Regions from separate parts of the Rattus norvegicus genome. Here region 2 is linked to region 1. Evidence: chromatin contacts called from public Hi-C data. All regions are on one chromosome and are shown on one strand. Each heading gives the region's core, a stretch centred on a gene start, on an enhancer-like site or on the middle of the called end of the contact. The rest is flanking DNA. Distances are from core to core; before and after follow the strand shown. Region 1 holds the start of Kdm6a (lysine demethylase 6A). Region 2 holds the start of Fundc1 (FUN14 domain containing 1).

Region 1 (6,050 bases), core at 142-2,641:
TGTGATAGATCTAATGGCAGAAAGATCCAAAAAGTAAACAAGTCACCTAACTTCAGGTAAAGCACACACCGATTGAGATACGTGTCAACAGCCCCATGCAAACTCTTTACAGACCTAAGCTGCGTGCAACTTCCCCCTTCAGGGAGCAGAGACAAGAAGCCATCCCGAAATGTTTGGCTAACAGCAGACATTAGGGACAACCTGCCTAAAGAGGCTTTAAAACCAGGGGAGAAAACGAGCGGGGAATTTAAGGAAATCTGCACCCGTTTACGAACTCATGACTCTCCACATGATCTCCTCGGAGATCATCGGCCTAGCCCCCAAGGGCGGTAAAATCGGAGGCAATTTGGAAGCCCCACAAGAGCTTGGCCCCGAATGCGCTGCTGCCTCTGTCCTCTGGCTAAGAGAAGTGATCTCTCAAGAGAACAAGCGAGGTACCAAGAGGTAGAGGAGAGCGCAGCAGCAGGAAATAGTTTTCCGGAAGCCCCTCGGCCGTCGTTCGAGGCCACAATGAGTGGTGACCCGGTCCCGGGGCCCCGGGCGATCGCGCCTCTGGCCCTAGAGACCGTGTCCGCGCTCCGGCCCGCGGCTGCCTCACCTTGCCCAGCAGGGCCTTCATCCTGGCGCCATCTTCATGAAACCTCACGAACCCGAAAAGGCGGCTGCGGAGAAAGACACACGCGGTTCGTTAGTGCTCCGGAAAAGCCACCGACCGGTCCGTGCCAAAGCCCGAGGCCCCGGCATCAGCAGCGCCGAGAGCTCCAAGCCGAGGTGCCCGCCCCACCGCCGCCACAGGCGAGCCGCGCTCCGGCCTCCTCGGAGAGCAGCGCCTGCCTGTCCGGAGCCGCCCCGGCCGTTGCCCGCTCCTCATACCTGTCCAGTCCACCGAGCGCCTCCCTCTCTTCGGCTGTCAGGCTAGGGGACGCCTCCTCGCTCTCGCCGCTCGCTTTTCCCGCCGCCATTTTCTTTTCCTCATCACCGAAAGCGGCGGCGGCGGCGGCAGTAGCGAGCGACACTCCGCAGGATTTCATGGAAACGTAGCGAATTCACAACTCCAACGCCGACACCCCCCTCCCCGGACCGGAGCCCGCAAGGACGCTTTCAATCTCCGCACGGGACCGGCACACCAACTTTATCTCTGCCTCCTCCTCTGCCGCGAGAGGCGGCGGCGAAAAATCCTAACGCGGTAGAGGTGAAGGCAGCGGCCGCACAGGCTGTGGAGCCACTGGGTCGGGAGCAGCGACGACTCGGCTGTAGGGTCACATCGCGGGGGTGGGAAGGGGACAGCCACAGGCAGGGACGACGGGAATGGCCGGAGCGCGCGAGGAGCGGGATCTCCGGGGGGATTCGTAGGAGACACAAACTTCCCCGGCACCAGCACAAAGTTGTTGTAATTGTGTCACACAGCAAACCCCACGCCGCCGCCGTGACCCCCCCTCCCCTGCCCGGCCAGCGCGGCCAATCACAGCAGCCCTCTAGGCCCACGTGACCTTTGTTGACTCGCGTCAGTCGTGGCTCCACTCAACTTGCTAGCTGCTTTAGCCCCGCCCACCAAGGCCGCCACAGACCCGGGAGCGGGATGCTCGCCAGTTCTGGTCCGTGGTTGGCTGATGGGCGCGTCTGTCCTGAGTAGGGTTGTCACCGAGTGGGAGCAGCTGGTTAGGTTGTGCTACTTAAATACACGAGCAGAGAATGAAGGGTCCCGGCCGGGTCCCTTCGGGATCCGTGGTGGGATCCGGAGGGGGAGGGGAGCGCTCTGGCGGGGCGAGGTCCGGCACCGCCCGCGGCGGGCGAGAGCCCGGACGCCGAGGACTGCCTCTGGCTTCCCGGAAGCTCTGGGGTAGGCCAAAACTGGCTTTCGGTGGTCCGGCCGGCGCTCGCGCACTCCGGGAATATCGATCCCCACAGGGAGGGACAGCAGCTGAGTCGCGGGGAGGGAACACTCAGTCCCATACCTCTGCCCTCGGTAGAAGGCGCACTCTTTGCCCCTGCTGGAAATAATAGCCTCCACGAGGAGTGCGCCAGAGGAGCAGCAGCCGGCCCCACACCCGTCAGCCTGGGCGCCGCCCTAGACAAGGCCGCACAGGCAGTCGGAAGCCCCCTTCCTCTCAGAAGGGAAAGGGGAAGGGGAAAAGGTCCCCTGAACCCTGCCCACACATCCCAGGCAGGATGGAATGAAGAGTTGCCTGCGGGGGTCTGGCGCGCTGGCCCCGGCACCCCACCGCCAAAGGTCTGTCTGTTGGCAGCACTTTCGGGCCAAGTATTCCTGCTGCTTGCATATACCCTCTGCCCTAGCAGTAATTCGTTAATACTGTGCTGTCCATCTCAGTGGGTCCTCCATGAAGAGTAGGAGCTGTATGTGAACTGGCCATTAATAAATAGAACCTTCAACGCAGCTTCCTGACCAGAAAAGCCTTTTTCTGCTTCCACTACTTACGGAAACCCTTAGCAGTAGTAACATTTGCTCGCTCTTTCCCTCACGTGCAAATAAATCTGGTGTTTGATCCATAGTATAATCAGGAGATAGACCAAACCTTCTATCGACTATTTTGGAAAGGCAGATATAATGTGATGTATCTCATCACACCTCCAGTCTTTGGGAATAGGAAATATTATTAATAAATGAACTATACGAAGAAAAGATCCCTTTATAAACCAAGTTCTATATGTAAGTTTGCACCTGTAATCAATAAGATATATTTAAACAGATTTCAGAATATGTACTGCTGAGTCAGTAAATCCTAGCTGTATTAAATGAGGGACTAAAAATCCCAACTAATTTTGCAGACAGACAGAGCTTTAAATTGTTGCCTGGAGACTAGTAACTAGATGAATAAACTCTAGTTTTATATGGATTGTATTTCGTGTTTAATTACACTTTTACAAAACATGTTCTTCTATGGTGTTCTATTTTACTTGAATGAGTGAGTACAGGGGACTGAATATTTTCTATACCTAAATTAACATACGAATTGTTAAGTGTCACAAATTGTGACCTTCAAAACCTGGGAGGGTTTTGGCCCACTACCACATGGACACTTGCACAAGCAGAAATGAAATCTGTCAGTATTTGGCCACATCACCAAAGTTACTGGTTTTTGTCAGTCCCTTTCCAAGAGTGATGATATAAGGCAACCTATGTCTCAGCGCCTTCCTGTCCTCCAATGATAAGGTTAGAGTTTTAGAGATATAGTGATGGGGAGGGGTTGGAGTCTAGCTAGCACAACTGATTTCTGAGCCTTTGTACAAGCCCTGTGACCTCTAAACCAAAGCTGTTGTTTTTCATTCGAGGAAATTCTAGTTTGTTGGGGCACAGATTTTATGAGACAGGGTCTTGCTCTGTAGCCCAGGCTAGCCTCTGTGTTCTCCTGCCTCAAACTCCTCAGTTCTGGGATAATAGACATGTAACACCATTCCTGGCCAAACCAGGCCAACTCCAAGGATTTATCCTCCATCAAACATGAGGCAGCTTCCATATAATAAAATATGTCTTACATATCTATGTAATTTTTTGGCATTTACATAGTTTATCATGTGTCAAATGTATGTAAAATAAGTGTAGAGCCTTTCTCATTCACTGTTGAGAAAATTAATGCAATTTTAAACTTATGACATACAAAAATGGAAAATTATGTTTTATAATAATTATTACTATGACAGGGCAGTGGTGGCACATGCCTTTAATCCCAGCACTTGGGAGGCAGAGGCAGGTGGATCTATGAGTTCAAGGACAGCCAGGGCTACATAGAGAAACCATGTGTCAAAACAAATAATAATAATTACTATAAAAACCAAACCTGGGCTGATTTAGCTCAGTTGGTAGAATGCTAGGTTGAAAGTCATGCTAGGCTACAAAGGAGGGCATTAAAATGCAGAAGGATGAGTAGTATCACAATAAGAGCCTGGTCTGTGTTACATCATACAAATCTAATCCTATCTCTACCACAATATAGTGGGGCAACCAACCTTCAATAACTTGGTCCCTCAAAATATTTGCCAGAGTCCAAAACTTGATTCCTGCAAGTTGTCTTCTGACCTTCACAGGTTTCCTAGGACACACACATGCCCATGAACACACACAAATAAGGATAAAAATTTCTTTACCAAACTGTAACTACTTAATGACATTATCTTATAGATAAGGTACTGTGGTCAGCATGGGAGCTCACATCTTTAATCCCAACAATCACAAGGCAGAGGCAGATGGATCTCTGAGTCTGAGGCCAGCCTGGTCTACACAAAGAAACCCTTGAAAAACAAACACCAAAAAAAGAAAAGAGAAAACGAAGAAAGTTAGATACTATAAGATAAATGAAGTACTAGATATATAATACAGAATTCAAAGCCTTGTTAAGACCCAGGATGTGATTAGTATACTCAGGGCCTTTCAATCTACAGCATCAAATAAAAAAGTAAAATTTACAATTTTGATGTTTGAGATCTTTTCTTTCTTTCACATATGGGGTCTAAATTTTTTGTCACTACACTATACTACAAATCACTTCCTCTCATTCTTCACCCTCCCCATAAGCCTGACCACAAGCAATCCTAATTTATTTCACATTTAGGTATATAATCTCAGCATTGATATACCTCTCATTTATTCAAAAAGGAAAAATTACGTCAAGTCTAGATTTGTTTATAGTTCTAACAACACAACAGAAGCTAGAAAAAATTTAATCTGAATTTGCTAACCTCATAAAACTTGCACAGGTAAATCAATATTTTAAAACTATATAAAATTAAATCAATTTATGGACTACTTCATGTATAATTTGAAGCAGTATTATACATGGTGTAAGTTCCATCACTATTCAACCAGTTATGATAGAATAAATTTAACCTATTTCAAACAACTAAATACTTAGCCTGAAGCAGAAGAATATAGTTAATGTTAGTACCATAGAATCTATACACATAATAGAAACTCGCATTAACAGTCATGTTTAATCTAGTCTAAATAAGGCTATCTTTGCTTATAATCCCAGCATTTGGTAGCCAGAGATGGTGGTATGGTCAATAATTAAAGGTCAGCCTAGGGTACATAACATCCTGTCCCCAAAAAACTAGTCATTTCAGTCAAGATCAAAAATAAGCTCAAAATTTTTCACCAGTTCTTCCCATAATAATCATAAAGATTACCCAATGCTGACATTGCTCAGTGAGTAAAGGAGCTTGCTACTCCCTGAAGGATCCCTGGAACTCACAGGCAGAAGGAGAGAACCAACTCCTAGAAGTTGTCCTATACACACTCACACAAACAGACGCACACACACATAGTAGGTGAATAAATATATATAAACAGTATTTTCTAGAAAAGATTATTCAACCGATGGTTGAATGAAAAATAGGCTAAGGTTATACTGAGATAAGGAGCCACTATAAATCTTCAGTTGTAAGAATGGATTGGGAACTTCTGCTTTACCTTATCAGGCTGAATGTATACCCTACCCAGTAGTTATGAGGGTCATTTGCCCCTCCTGAATTGGTGTCAAAGGAGATCTAGTGGGAGGTCAGGATTTTCACTACTTCTACCACCCCCAATTTGTCAGTAGAAGAAATATTTTATTTCTTATACCAATAATTTATTTCTTATACATCCCCACCAGGTTGCTATAATTGGAAGCCAAAATTCCCATCCCCATAAAGCAATGATCAGAAGACACTGCGTCTCCAATCAGTTTCATTAAAAATTGGGGAACCAACATCTACCAACACAGGGCGTGAAGGAGGCAGGGCTTCTACCCAACACTTGAGCGAGCAGAGGATCCCTACAAAATGAAAGATTTACACAAGATCCTTAGACACAAAAGGTTCAGGTTTCAATTTTTCAAACTCAGGTTAATCTTAAGTGAGAAAGTAAGAAAAGATGATCAATAAATGCAAACAGTAAGACAGTTAGTGACAAACTCTATGTCCTCCTATCTAAGGACCTCTAGATCTGGGATTATAGTCTTACATTAATGCTCAGAAGATTCTCTGTTAGAAAAGAAAATGTCCCAGATCCAAGACCTATCCTTACATGGCTGGGGGTCAGGTGGGAAATAGTA
Region 2 (5,934 bases), core at 992-3,491, 610 kb after region 1:
TGCTTTTTTATAGAACTCAGAACCAAGATTCCAAGGTTGGCAACACCCACAGTGTGTTGGACCCTTCCCCATCAATCACTAAGAAAATGACTTCAATGAACCTTATAGAAATCTTTTATTGGTTACATAGCCCTTGGTTCTTCCCAATGGTTAATGGTGCAGATATGCTCTCTCTTTTCCCACCTTCTCTCAGAACGTGGATTCAGAGCTATTTAAACCTGTCTTTGAATTGCAAGCTTTATGACATTCAAATAAAAATCCATATTTACTTTTGCATTTTCTGAGTTTGGATTGATTGGCAATCTCCAACCAGATTTCATTTTAAAAGAATGTAAGAATAGAATGGAAACTGCATTCATCACAAGACTGTGAAAATCTCATGATGCACATTTTGAGCTATAGGCATGCTGTAACTATGTAATTGTTCTGGATTTTCCATAAGCCTGAGATTAACACAAGCTCACACATCCAGGCAGCAGATGTTGGTGTGCCTAGAGGCTCCAGATGCTGGATATTTCCATTCTATTTACACATTCTATTTATGTATATACTCTGAAGATAGTGGAATCCCATTAGACCATAGCAAAGAAAATTTGGTTTTCTAAACAACTGAAAAGGAAAGTAGAATTTAAGCAAACAGACTAAGAATTATTTGCATTGATAAGGCAAGAACTAAGAAATACCTGTTATTTAATAGTTATTATAATTAGTATAATAAGATTCATGATAATGAAGGTAAGCAATCCAATTTGCAGGCATATTACCTGCTTAGAGGTATTCTGAAATGACTGAAAGCCATTTTCAAGCTTATATAAATGAAAAATTAATAAGCAAGAATGGTTTTTAAACTAGCAAGATTTGAAATATCAAGTGCAAAGCTATTATTTTTAAATAATATTAATACTGAGCAGGCTGTTCATTTTAACCATCCAGCTAATTCAGATAGAGTACATATTTGAAGTAAGTTTGGTGCTAATTTACGTGAACTTGGATTAGCTATTTGGTATTCAACATGTTATGTTCTACAGAATCCATGGAACTTTGTGTTTAAAAAACTTGACTTTATCCCTATGTCACATTTAAATAATAACAATTCTTAAAATCACAGCTTGGTGGTGAATGTTTGTAATCACAGTACTGGAGAGAGAGACAGAGGAATCCAGCCAGGATCAGAGCCCAGCCTGGGCTACACAGCGAGGCCATGTGTAAAATCAAACACAGCAACAGAGTGATACATGCCTTAATCCCAATACTGGAGAAGGAGGTGGATCTGTGCAAGTTTGAGGCCAGAATGTTCTACATAGCAAGTTCCAGAGAATCCTGGATTATGTGAGGTGTCTAAAAATAAACAAACAAACAAAAATACAAGCTAAAGTCTGCTCAACTAACAGGGCACTAAGGAAAAAAAGCTCGTCTCATGGAGAACTTTTGGAAGTCTGAGAAAATTGTGGCTTGAAACAGCGTGTTCTCTTTTGTTTCTATAGTGTTTAAAACAGGTTTTTGTTTTTTGTTGTTTTACAAAACATCTTTAAAATATTTTCCCTGACACTTGTTAAAATAGATAATGGGTTTATTTTAATTTGGAATACAGACAAAAAGCTGGAGATTTATAGTGTATAATCTGAGGGTGTCAAGGTGTAGAATCCTACCAAGAATCAGGGCATGGGGAGTTTATTGCTAAGGTAATTTAATAGCGTTCTTAACTGGAGAAAGTCTGGGTTATTAGCCATCAAGAGAGGGGCAAGGCTGAAATTTCTGTTAAAGTCAGCAGGATTCTTGCAAGAACTACCCTTGATCTTAGCTAAAAGGCCGAGAAGTGATCCTTGCAAGAACTAAATGTTAAATATAGGGCCAAAAAAAAAAGAACGCCTAATCAAAAAAAAAAAAAAAAAAAAAAAAAAAAAAAAAAAAAAAACAACTTCAGAAGAGCATCCTGAATAAAGACTTGTTAAGAACAGTCTGCCAACACTAAACTGGTTATTCTCTTCTATTACCCTGTGCCTCCATTCCCTCCATTCCTTTAGCTTAAAAAAAAAAATCTTGGAAACTCTAGAGCGCGTTGGGGGAATGCCCAGAGTACAGTGGAAAAGAGCACGAACTACATTTCCCATAAGTAAACACGGGGCGGGGACTCAGCTATTCCTCCCCAAATCCCAAGCCTTGCGTCTGCGCACAAAGTGTTAAAAGGGCTGTGCAGGGAAGCGTGGGCGGTGACGAGCCTGTGTGTGAGAGTTTGTGTGTGTGTGAGTGAGCGTGTGGAGGAGGAGGCGGAGGAAAACGAGAGACCATAGACTTCCACCTCGGCCTAGAGCGTCCTTTAAAGTGTTGGGGAGAGGCGGGCGGGGACCACCCACAACTGGCCGCTGGCGGTATCATGGCGTCCCGGAACCCCCCTCCCCAAGGTGAGCAGCCAGGGCCCGAAGTAGTCTCTGGGACGCTGCCCACAGCTCTGGACCTTTTATTCCTACGGTGTTTCCCCCTTCCCCTCCTCCAGTGTTTTTGGGGCTCGGTGGCTGCACAGCCCCTTTGAGAGACCCCTCCGAACCAGATGTCTCCTTTTCCTCTTTGCAGTACTTAGCTCGCTCACCCACACCTAACCAAGGCTAGACCCTGCCCTGCCCCCACCTCATGCCCTTCTCCATCTTGCAACTGTAAGGGGGTTGGCGGATTGATTTCCATTTGGTCGGTTGCATTTTGGTCCTGCTCTGATATCCTCTTGCTGGGTTCCTGACCTTTCTTTTCTTGGGAGGAACAACCCCTCTCCCCCTTTTCCCACGGGTGGAAATGCACCCTGCCCTGACCTTATTCAGATTGGGCGGGTCACCGCCCACTGCTTTGTATTTCAACTGGCCTCTGGCTCTGTGTCCCGGTGCCATAGGAAAGGAAATGGGGATGCTGTTGCTAGACCCTTTATACTTGAGGCCCCAGTCTCAGGGATCGAGTTAGTCACGCTCGTTCGCTTACATCTGGGCATTTTTTAGTTGTAGGCCAGACATAACAGTGAGTCGTCCCACAGGTTTTATGAAAACAAATTGTGAGCCGTTTCTGACTGTAGATTGATCCAATTTTTTTTCCCATTTTGTATTTTTAAAGACTATGAGAGCGATGACGAGTCTTACGAAGTGTTGGATTTAACTGAGTATGCAAGAAGACACCACTGGTGGAATCGTGTATTTGGCCACAGTTCCGGACCTATGGTAGAAAAATACTCAGTAGCTACCCAGATAGTAATGGGTGGCGTGACTGGCTGGTGAGAACATCTTTTTTTTTTTGTTAAATTTCAGTGGGAACTTGGCTACTGTCCTTTTGTAAATAGCCTAGCCTCCATAAATCTTCAATGGCTCGCCACTGTTAATTCCAGAAGAGCACAACTTTGGGTCTTTCCCCTGATCTAATTGGTTGCATCAACCTTCAGAAACTCCTTGTTGGATTTTGATGAATTCCCTCAGTCAAAGGCCCACCATAGTTCCATTTTCCACCCTCTATCCTTCCTTTATCCTTCCTTTAATTCATTATCAAATTTCCAACTTGAGCAAGTTAATTATAAGTAAGTTGTTATTTGCTATTCAGTGCCAACAATTGGAAAAAAGCATAAGAATTCCTACTGCAAAACTGGCTTCAAGGATTCTCAGCTCTGTACACAGAAGCATTAATGCTCTGTAAAAATTATTCACGATGATGCAGCAGATTCTATTTTTTGTGGATGCACTAGTTCTGATTATGATAGTGCTTTGGAGAAGATCTGAGATTGCTTTTGTGTTAGAATTAATGAAATGATTACTTGTTATTCAATAACGTGGAGTACAATAAGGAGGGGTTATTACCATTAACTAAGCAACAACTCATGTAAACACATGTTTACACTGTTTTTACCATGTATTTTAATTCTATTATTTTTGGAATAAAATATTAACCAGATAACAAGGGGCAGAAACAGGTCATTATTTTGAAAAATGTTGATGACTCTTTTTGAAGCGACAGTACTTAAGTTGTAAGCAGTTTTTTCTTTACATTTTAAGGTAAATTCACCTGTTAATTAAAATATTTACATGCTTCCTTTTGGGATGGGTAAATGACATTTCTTCGTGTGTGTTTTTCATGCACCTTGGAATAATGATGTTCCCTATGCCTTCTTGTAAATGCCATTTTATAATTTATAGCAAACAAAAAAAATCATTCTGAAGATTCCATGGAGCACAGGCACAGTATTGATACTGTTTCATTGAAAAATCATGCAGTTAGAACAGAAGTTTTTGCTGAGGGCCTTGGTCACTCAGAGTTCACTGTAGGATGACTACAGCTCTGCTCCCTTTAAATGCATTTATAATTTGGTGCCAGAGGTGATTGGTTAGTGAGAGTCATGGCCAAAAGCCCAGTGCTACAAGATTCTTTTAAAAAAAATGAGAAATGGGATTCTCAGATTGTTGCACATTTTCTTCTTGTAGACCAAACCTGGTAAGAAGGCCCATAATTACCAGGTTTTCTTGAAGAGTCTAATGGCAGAGCGGAAGTTAGTAGATCCATCTTAGTGACTAGTACACAGCTTGTGTAGCGTTCAACCTGCGATTTAATGGAGACTTCACTATTTGCTTCTTTTTTCTTTTTCTGAGCCCTTATTACTGACTCCTGTATAAGAAACATATTCTTAATAACAACAACAATAATATAATTATTATTATTATTATTGTTATTGTTATTATTATTCATTTGGATTATCAGTATCAGCCAACTATTCAACCCAGGATCTATATAACACTTTGTGGGTGTTTGTTTTTTTACATCCATCTATTTGTGTTCAGGGCACAGATGTGTCCCCAGTATATATGTGGCGATCAGGGGATCAGGGGACAACTTGAAGGAGTCTAATCTCTCTACCATGTGGATTTTGGGGATCAAACTTCAGGTCTTCAGGCTTAGTAGCAAGAGCTTTTACCTGCTCAGCCATCTTTATGACCTGATCTGTATAATAGGACACTTGTATTCAGGTGGCTTGTTATTGTTTTTGTCTCGTGTGGGGACAGATTCAGGACTTTGCAAGCACTCTACCTCTAAGTGATATTGCCAGCTACATAGGTGATTTGTTGTAATGACTTGGACTGTAGTATAGATTCAGTGTAGAAAATATTTGAAATCTCAGGATATAACATTAATGTGATATTGTGTCATTAAAGAGGAACTATTAATAGACATAAACCTAACTTAACACTTGAAACCAATTCAAGACATGAAGAATAGCCTAAGGAGATTGTATTTAGCCATAGGTTTTTGATAATAAGAAATGAAAACTAGTGTGAGAATAAGTGGTTGCTAGGAGACCTGGAGGACCTGAATACTGATTCAGCTGTTAGAGAGTGACCCAGAAGCAAGGCTATGGAATCCCAACATTACAATATGAAGGTAATGATGCCCTTAAGAGTGCAGAGGAAGGGTGGAAGGATAGCTCAGCAAGTAGGCTTGATGCCAAGCCTGGTGACCTGAGTTCTATCCACAGGTCCTACATGGTGGAGAGAACCAACTCGTTGGACATGTATGAATGTTTAGACATACCACACTAAATAAAAAGTAATAATAAAAAGTAGAAAGGAGAAAACATAATAATATTTTCAAGATAAGGTATTTGAAGTTGAGGATGGGAGTCTGAGATGAACGTGACCTGGCAAATGGGGCGTAGTACTATCACATAGAAACTGGGACCTCAGAAGCAGCTATTTGGGCTATGTTTGTGTTCCTGTGACATGACTTATGTTGAATTAAGGGCCTACTGTGCGCCAGTATAACCTCATCTTACTTAATTACATCAACAGTGACCTGATTTTCAATTACAGTCCCATTTCAATTACAGGACACTAATTTGGTGGGAACACCAATTCAGGGTATGAGGCTAGGATTAGAAATCTGGGATTCTTTTGTGCAACTTGGATGTGGAATAGTAAA

Evidence for each region. Hi-C and Micro-C count contacts between places; a contact is called where the count stands out from the background.
Region 2: a contact with region 1 is called in a Hi-C map of prefrontal cortex, with 4 times the contacts expected there. The contact joins the promoter of Fundc1 here to the promoter of Kdm6a in region 1. A contact is called at or near these places in 3 of 12 Hi-C or Micro-C datasets (the A7r5 cell line, frontal cortex and prefrontal cortex).

Annotation. Positions count from the first base shown.
Region 1 is chrX:7,058,569-7,064,618 of GRCr8, forward strand. Kdm6a (lysine demethylase 6A) reads right to left here and starts at 1,392. Exons shown (of 30, transcript NM_001427597.1): 1 at 874-1,392; 2 at 599-662. The coding sequence starts at 1,031.
Region 2 is chrX:7,664,546-7,670,479 of GRCr8, forward strand. It overlaps Fundc1 (FUN14 domain containing 1), which reads left to right and starts at 2,242. Exons shown (of 5, transcript NM_001025027.1): 1 at 2,242-2,402; 2 at 3,094-3,250. The coding sequence starts at 2,375.